2 separate regions of the Ovis aries genome follow, and region 1 is linked to region 2. The links are chromatin contacts, called in public Hi-C maps. All regions are on one chromosome and are shown on one strand. Each heading gives the region's core, a stretch centred on a gene start, on an enhancer-like site or on the middle of the called end of the contact. The rest is flanking DNA. Distances are from core to core; before and after follow the strand shown.

Region 1 (3,884 bases), core at 317-2,816, 64 kb after region 2:
GTGAGTGTGAATGTGTGGGAGTGTATCACTGGTCATGTGTGACTTATGAGAATCTGAGGTGTGGGGCTGTGTGGGGACTTGAAGCGGGGCGGGGGTGAGGGTGTGAGCACGTGACTGGGAGGTGGTGGAGTGTGTGTGTTTGGGGGCGAGGTGACCTGCTTGCCCTGGACGCGCATGGACACTGGGCCTGGGCCTCCCTGGACAGACCCACAGGGCTCGCCCCATTCCCGCCCCTCTCTCGTCGCATCCATCCCTTTCTCCTCGGGGCTTAGTTCCTCTGCCCTCTCAGCCTCTATTCCCGTCTTATAATTTCAGCACGCCCACTTCACACTTAGGGCTTATCTCCCCCGTCCGCCAACTCCATGCACCTCAGGAGAATCAGGAGGCCAGGCCCCTGTACCCAGGGAGGTCTGGGGACCAGGGAGGTGGAAGGAGACCCTGGGCCAGGGTCTGTGTGGGGCTGTTTCCCCACACGGATTCTTCCTGGCCCTTTGCTAGCAGACTTGAGAGCCCTATAGAGGAAAGAGGGAGAGAGGCCTGAAAACCAACCCTCCCCACGTGGTTCTTGGCTACACATTAGCAGCATCAGGGGGGCTGATGTAGTGTTGGCCCTCCATCCGGCTGTACCCCAGTAGGAAGGCTGTGCCCCGAGTCTGGAAGTAGAGTCTCACTCTGGGAACTGCTGACATTTGGGACCAGATCGTTTGCTGGGATCCGTTGCCCTGGAACGTGTTTAGCAGCATCTTGGCCTCCACCCACTATCTGTGGATAGCAACACCCTCCTCCTTGAGTTGTGACAAGCAAATAGGGCTCCAGACATGCCCAGGTTGTCCCCAGAGGGGCAGAATTTGACCCCTGTGAGCCCCTCTGGGCTAGGGGGACAGGAGGGTCTTGGATGGTGCCCAAACACAATACCCCCAGAAAACTCTGGCCCTTGCTTGGTGTGGGGATAGGGGGAGGGGAAAAGCTGAGTAGGGGGACGGGATTCTTCTTGCCACATCCTCCCCCAAAGCCCCTGGGTCAAGAGAGTAAGTGGGTGAACAGAGAATAAGCAGGACCTGGCTTGGCAGGGGCTGTGGGCCCAGGACTGCGAGAAACGGGGGGTGGGGGCTCCCCGTCAGATGCCCTTAGCGCCGGCTGGCGCTGAAGGAAATGATTTCCACCTGCCTTCTCAGCAGCGCTGCCCCAAGGCTGCAGATTAAGAATCAATTAAGAGCGGGAAGGAGGATTTGCCAGGCGGAGGTGGGCGGTGAGAGCTGGGGGCTCTGGGCCGCAAGATGGATGGGGGTGACTGGCAGGGGCGGGGGTGGGGGGCTCAGTGGGCCCCAGGTGGTGAGGGGAGGGTCCCTGAGACTGCGGTCTTGAGTGGTGGTGAAAACAGCGCTTGTTTTGTAAGTCACTGTGAAGATTTAAATGTGTACAGATCTTAGATTGGTGCCTGGCATGCTGAAAGATGAGAGATAAGTATTTGATAAACAAAAATGAGCTAAATGATGGGGCTAAGCTGCTCACTCCCTCTGCCGGCTATAAATGGCTGACAGCCACTTCCGGAGACTGCTGGTGTCCCCACCCAAACTAGATTCCCTTTTCTGGGTCAGCACACCCCTCTCCTTCCTGCTTTGGTGCTGGCTGTGAATGGCTGTCACCTGCCCCTTTTCTGGGGACTGTCTTGTGCTTGTGAAAGCCCCCTTCTCTAGAGATGCGGTGCAACCCACACCAGCACCACTGGCTGTCTGACTGAGGGGTGCTAAGGGCCAGCACCCTCGCCTCAGGGTGAACCAGCTACACGGTGCAGTTCACACCAGGCTGTTCCTCCACGCCATGGAGCTGGACCACATCCTTCCTGCCTCTCTCGCCCTCTCTCTCTCTCTCGAGAGAGAGAGAGTCCTTCCCCCACAGAATTACAGGTGTCTGAGTCCCCATTCAGGATCTGCTTCTAGGTAGGTGCTTTGGGCTGGACGGTACGTATGTGTCCCTCCATCAAATCCACACATCATTGTCTATTACTACCGGGATGAATTGCCCCCAAACATAGCAGCTTAAAACAAACAGTTATTGTCTCACAGTCTCTGAGGACTAGGGACGTGAGAGTGACTTAGCTCAGGGTTCTCATGAGGTTGCTGTCAGGACGTGGTGGGGGCTAGTCATCTGAAGGCTGGAGTGAAGTTGGAGGGTCCTTTTCCAAGATGGCACACCCACATGGCTGTTGGTAGGAGGCCTCGGTTCCTCACCATGCGGGCATCTCCAAAGGGCTGCTTGAGTGTGAGCACAGCATGGCCAGCGGCTTTCCCTAGCAATCCGAGAGAGAGGCTAAAACTGTCACGTGTGCCCCTGGTGCCACTCTGTTCATTAGAAGAGGGTCACTCGCTCCAGCCAGGACTCAAGACGGGACTGGAGGGCTTGGATGAGGCTTCATGTGTTTGCTTGTTTGATTAGTGAGTTGATTTCTGACTGCGCCGAGTCTTCGTTGCTGTGCTCAGGCTCTCTTTAGTTGCTGTGGCTGTTCTTCATTGAGGGGAGTGGGCTTCTCACTGCCATGGGTTCTCTTGTTTCGGAGCACAGGCTCTAAGCTCACAGGCTTCAGCAGTTGTGGCACACAGGCTTAGTTGCCTGTTGGCATGTGGGATCTTCCTGGACCAGGGATTGAACCCATGTCCCCTGCATTGGCACGCAGATTCTTAACCACTGGACCACCAAGGAAGTCCTGTTTGTTTTTTGTCATTTTGGCTTCTCCCTGTGGCTTCTCCCTGTGGCTCGAGGGATCTTAGTTCTGCTCCCAGCAGTTGAGCCCAGACCCATGGCAGTGAAAATGCCAAGTCCTAACCACTGGCCCAACAGGGAATTCCCAGAGGCTCCAGTTTTTGAAAGGAAGAGTATCAGAGAATTTATGGGTATATTTTATTTACTTATTTGTTTTAAAAATTTTGAATTAATATATAATTGACATATAACATTATAATAGCTTCAGGTATACATATGACTTTTTTCCAGTAGTCATGTATGTATGTGAGAGTTGGACCATAAAGAAAGCTGAGTGCTGAAGAATTGATGCTTTTGAACTGTGGTGTTGGAGAAGACTCTTGAGAGTCCCTTGGACTGCAAGGAGATCCAACCAGTCCATTCTGAGGAAACCAGTCCTGAATATTTATTGGAAGAACTGATGTTGAAGCTGAAACTCCAATACTTTGGCCTCCTGTTTTGAAAAACCAACTCATTGGAAAAGACGCTGATGCTGGAAAGACTGAAGGCAGGAGGAGAAGGGGAGGACAGAGGTTGAGATGGTTGAGTGGCATCACAGAGTCGATGGACATGAGTTTGAGCAAGCTCCTGGAGTTGGTGATGGACAGGGAGGCCTGGTGTGCTGCAGTCCGTAGGATCGAAAAGGGTCGGACATGACTGAACTGACTGATACGTACAACTTAATGATTTGATGTATGTGTATTCTACAAAATGATCACCACAATAACTTAGTTGACATCCATTACCACACAAGCTACAATTTTGTGTTTATGTGTGAGGGGAAACTTTCAGAATCTGCTCTCAGCAACTTGCAGATATACAGTATGTGATCACTGACTACGGCCACCATGCCGGACACTCTATCCTCAGGCCTCATTTATCTTATAACTAGAAGTTTATACCTTCTGACTACCTTCACTCATGGGTGAAATGGATGTAAGGGGACATATTTTAGACACAGACAGAGAGAACAGACTTATGGACAAGGGGGTAGGGTAGGAAGGAAAGAGCGGGATGAATGAAGAGAGTTCCGCGGAAACATACACACTAACATATGCCAAATAGACCGCCAGGAGGAATTTGCCGTGTGACTCAGGGAACTCACACCGGGGTTCTGACCCAGAGGGGTGGGAGGGAGGAGGTGG
Region 2 (4,050 bases), core at 833-3,332:
GATTCGTCCCCATTTCCCAACTTCCTGCTCACAACTGCCTTGTTTGTGTCCATTCTGCAGATGGAATTGAGGCCTGGAGCCCAGAAAAGGCTCAGGAAGAATCTGGTGAACAGAGGAGCTTGGGAAAGTTGGAACTGGGGCTTCCCTGGTGGTTCAGTGATAAAGAATACACCCGCCAGTCCAGGAGACATGGTTTTGATCCCCGAACTGGGAAGATCCCACACGACGAGGAGCAACTAAGTGAGCCACAACGACTGAGCTTGTGCCCTGGAGCCCGGGAGGCACCATTACTGAGCCCGTGTGCCTCTAAGAGCGGCCACTGCAACGAGAAGCCCATGCACCGCGAAGAGACGGTAGCCTCGCTGACAGCGACTAGAGAAAAGTCCTCGAGGCAGTGAGGACCCAGCAGAGCCAAAAACAAATAAAAAACAAACAGTGACAACACTGAAAAAGGTGGAATGGGGTCCGGCTTCCCAGATCCCATTTCCCAGCGTGGGGGTGGGACAGCTCTTCTGAGCCCCGTGCCTTCCGCCAGGGCGGGGTTGGGCTCTGCTCCCCCACCACAGAGGCTCCCAGGCCATGATTTCTCCATCTGGGTCCTTGGAAGTCACCCAAACAGGAGCTGGGAGAGGAGCTGCTGGTCATCTGCGCCCAGTCCCATCTGGTTCGCATTCCCTCTGGCGAGCCCTGAGGGGTTAGATTCCTGGGGTGGGGGCAAGGCGGGCATCCTCTTTTTCTCCTCCTCCTCAGACCCTCCAGTCTCCCCCAAGACCCGCCAGTGAAATAATAGCGTGCGTATGCTCAGTTGCTTCAGCTGTGTCTGACTCTTTTCAACCCTTATGGACTGTAGCCCACCGGGCTCCTCTGTCCATGGGATTCTCCAGGCAAGAGTACTGGAGTAGGTTGCCATGCCCTTCTGCAGGGAATCTTCCTGACCCAGGGATCCAACCCATGTCTCCTGCATCGCAGGTGGATTCTTTACCGCTGAGCCAATAAAAATATTGTTTACTTAATTCTTCCTGTGAACCAGGAATAGTTTGCTTTGGAACTCACTTAACACAGCCCAATAAGGTGAAGATCGGTCTTACTCCATTTTACAGATGTGCAAAGTGAGGCTCAGAGGCAGTGAGATTCAGCTCCAGAGACACACCGCTCCCCCCCTCCATCAGGTGTGACCCACACAGACTCCTCTTTCTAGCTTCCCTGCCTGGGAGCCACTGAGCTTATGCCTGCCAACCTGGGCCAGCACAGGGAATCCCGTCCCAGGGCGACCTGGGAAGCCCTGGTTGGTACCCCAAGCGCCATTTCTTCATTCTCTTTGTTGTTTGGTTGCTTAGGCAACCAGCTGCCCAGATAACCGTTAGAGCCACCCTGGGTGGGGCGGGAAGGGAGGCCCTGGGGAAGTCACAGCAAAAGTTCAAACCTGCCACCAGCGCCGGTAAAATCTTTTCCACCCACCTGCAGCTGAATCCCAGCTGGATCCTGGGGAGCAAGAATGAGGGTCTCTGGGGCTGATTTTGCCACTGAGACAGTGTGGGACATGTTGGGGGTACCCTCACCTGGCAGTGAAGAGGTCCCGCCCCCCAGTCCTCTAGCCCCCCAGCATCTCCCTACAACCCGTGTTAAGAGCCGCCACCTGTGTGTGTGTGAGAGAGAGAGAGACAGAGAGGGTCTCAGCACTCCCTTTTTGCCCCTCCTCCTTTCCCAAACCTGTCTCCCACTTTGGGAGCAGTTCAGAGGGCTCAGGGATTTCTCTGGGAGACAGGGACAGGCTCTAGAAAATGCCGGAGGATCCTGCCACGGTGTGGGGGTGCCTGGCCCCTGGCCCCAGGCCCCCTCAGCACCCGCCCCCACGCCCCCTTCCAGGCTGGCCCCAGAACTGCCAGCTGCACCTCGCATTTCTCCAGGGAAAAGAGGGTGCGGGGGCTCCCTGGCCGCTTGCCCTCACCCCTCAGGGCCCCAGAGCGCTCACCGTGGAAGAGAAGAAAGGGGCCACCGTGGGGGCCTCCCATGGTCCGAGCTGCCGCAGGGGAAGCAGAAGATGGGGCAGGGCTGTTTCTGTCGCCGAGCTGGGCAGCTGTGCAAGCTTTCCCAAGGCCCGCCTGGCCTTTATAAAGGGGGGCGGGGGAGCCGCCGCGAGCCCAGGGCCCTCCCCGGAACTGGCGGGGCAGCTGGAAGCCAACAGGAAAGTGGAGCGAAAACACAGACCCAGGGGCGCCGCACGCGCGCGCACACACACATTAAGGTACAACCTGCCCTTTGGGTGTCTGCACTTTCTGGCCCCTGTGTAAAACGGCTGGCGGATCCCAGGGGCTAGAGGACGGGGAGGAGTCTTGCCAGGACCTGCTTGCCCTGTCTGGCCGCAGGCGTGTAGGCTGGGGAGGGGCCGCGCTCAGAAATGACTCGGGGCTCCCACGTAGCGGGGACCACCCTGTATTGGCTGCCTTGTCTTGCTGAATCTCCAGCGCCAGTTTCTGCGCTAACAGGAACTTCCTCCTTTGTTTTCCAGATGAGGAAACTGAGGCCCAGAGAGGCCAGAGTCCGCAAGAGAGCTGTGCGGGGGGTGGGGCATTTTAAAGGGGCCCTTCGTGGAAGCCAGGCTGGCTGGCGCCAAGAAAGCGGAACTGCGGGGCCCCAGGGCCTTGGAGGTCCGAGGTTCAGGAGCTGGCCTTTTCTGGGCCAGCGTTTCACCTGGTGGGAAACATTTCAGGGATTCATGGACACTGCGTTAATCAACAGAGAAATCACATCATAGGAGAGTTGTTTCCTTTTCTAATTAGTCATGTGACTGACTTGTCTCTGAAACAATCTCATCATTTAAAAGAAACAAAAAACCACACTATTATTTGTAAAGCACTTAATCTGAGCAAGGCCAGATTCACCTAGAGAAAGTGAAAGTGTAGTCGCTCAGTTGTGTAGCTACAGCCCGCCAGGCTCCTCTGTCCCTGGAATTCTCCAGGCAAGAATACTGGAGTGCCCATTCCCTTCTCCAGGGGATCTTCCTGACCCAGGGATTGAACCCAGGTCTCCTGCATTGCAGGAAGGTTCTTTACTATCTGAGCCATCATGGAAGCCCTTTAGTAGATTCAACTAGAGTTATCTATCTATTTTAATTCACTGACTCCTCAAAATACCTTTGAGGCAGATGTTGCTATGATTCCCATTTTGCAGAAGGGGAAAGTTGAGGCACAGTTCACAAGTAGCTAAAGGGAGATCCACAGGCAGGCAGCAGGGTCCCCAAGTGTCTGCAAGGAGCCCAAGCTCCAGCAGCAAGTCTCAGTTGGGTGCTAATGTGTCTTTAACACCCTGGTAGCCCTGAAGTTTTTCCAGCTAGAATCCATAGCTTTATGTTCCTTGTGTTATTATGTATTTGTTAAGCTTACAGACTATCTGAGGCAATGAGAAGGGTTTTTTAATTAGGACATCAAAATAAAGATTCTTTTAAAGGAATGGATTCAAGAATGTAATAGCATAGACAATTAAATAAAACATTAAGGGCATAATAGTCTAAAAAAGGGGAGGATTGTGGTCATGGAAAAAAAAGGTCACCCTCGGCCAAAGACAGACGCACATTATCCCAGGGGTGGTGGAGCACCCCCAGTTGTAAAATTAACCCATTCCTGCCCTTGCTGTCCTTTTGATCTGTACAGGGCATGGGAAGGGGGCCCCATCAGGGAAACTGGGGCCTCTCTGGGCCTCAGTTTCCTCAGGGGGAGGGGAGTGGATATGGGAGGAGACTGGGAAGGGAGGGAGCCAGACCAGGCCCAAAGTGGATTTTTGGCTTTTTTCCCTTAAAACTGGAAACGCCAGGGCTGGACATCCTCCCCTCCCCCACAGGTCTGACAGCTGGTGCTTACAAAAGCTGGGGGTGGGTGGGGGTGAGGTTTCCAGCCTAGGGAGCCACTGCCCCCGCCCCCACCCAAGGATGTGTCTTGGGCCCTTGGAGCAGATGTAACCAGCTTGGGACTTAATTTTCCTTTCTGGAGAATGGGACTATAATGCCTGTCTACTGGCTTCACAGAGCAGGCTGAGGAAGGAACCAGTGATATG

The links. A called contact is a pair of places that touch in the nucleus more often than the background predicts.
Region 1: a Hi-C map of blood shows a contact between it and region 2, with 3 times the contacts expected there. The contact joins the enhancer-like site here to the promoter of ADGRE5 in region 2. A contact is called at or near these places in 4 of 16 Hi-C or Micro-C datasets (all in blood).

The regions. Positions count from the first base shown.
Region 1 is chr5:9,753,210-9,757,093 of ARS-UI_Ramb_v3.0, forward strand. No RefSeq gene overlaps it. Among named protein-coding and RNA genes, the nearest start is that of ADGRE5, 64 kb to the left of the region's middle. Within about 2 kb of position 1,567, at least 7 of the 54 cell types and tissues checked have an H3K27ac peak or open chromatin away from gene starts, as enhancers often do.
Region 2 is chr5:9,689,056-9,693,105 of ARS-UI_Ramb_v3.0, forward strand. ADGRE5 (adhesion G protein-coupled receptor E5) reads right to left here and starts at 2,083. Exons shown (of 19, transcript XM_060416267.1): 1 at 1,973-2,083. The coding sequence starts at 2,012. It overlaps LOC132659867 (a long non-coding RNA gene), which reads left to right and starts at 2,170. Exons shown (of 2, transcript XR_009600810.1): 1 at 2,170-2,245; 2 at 2,510-4,050.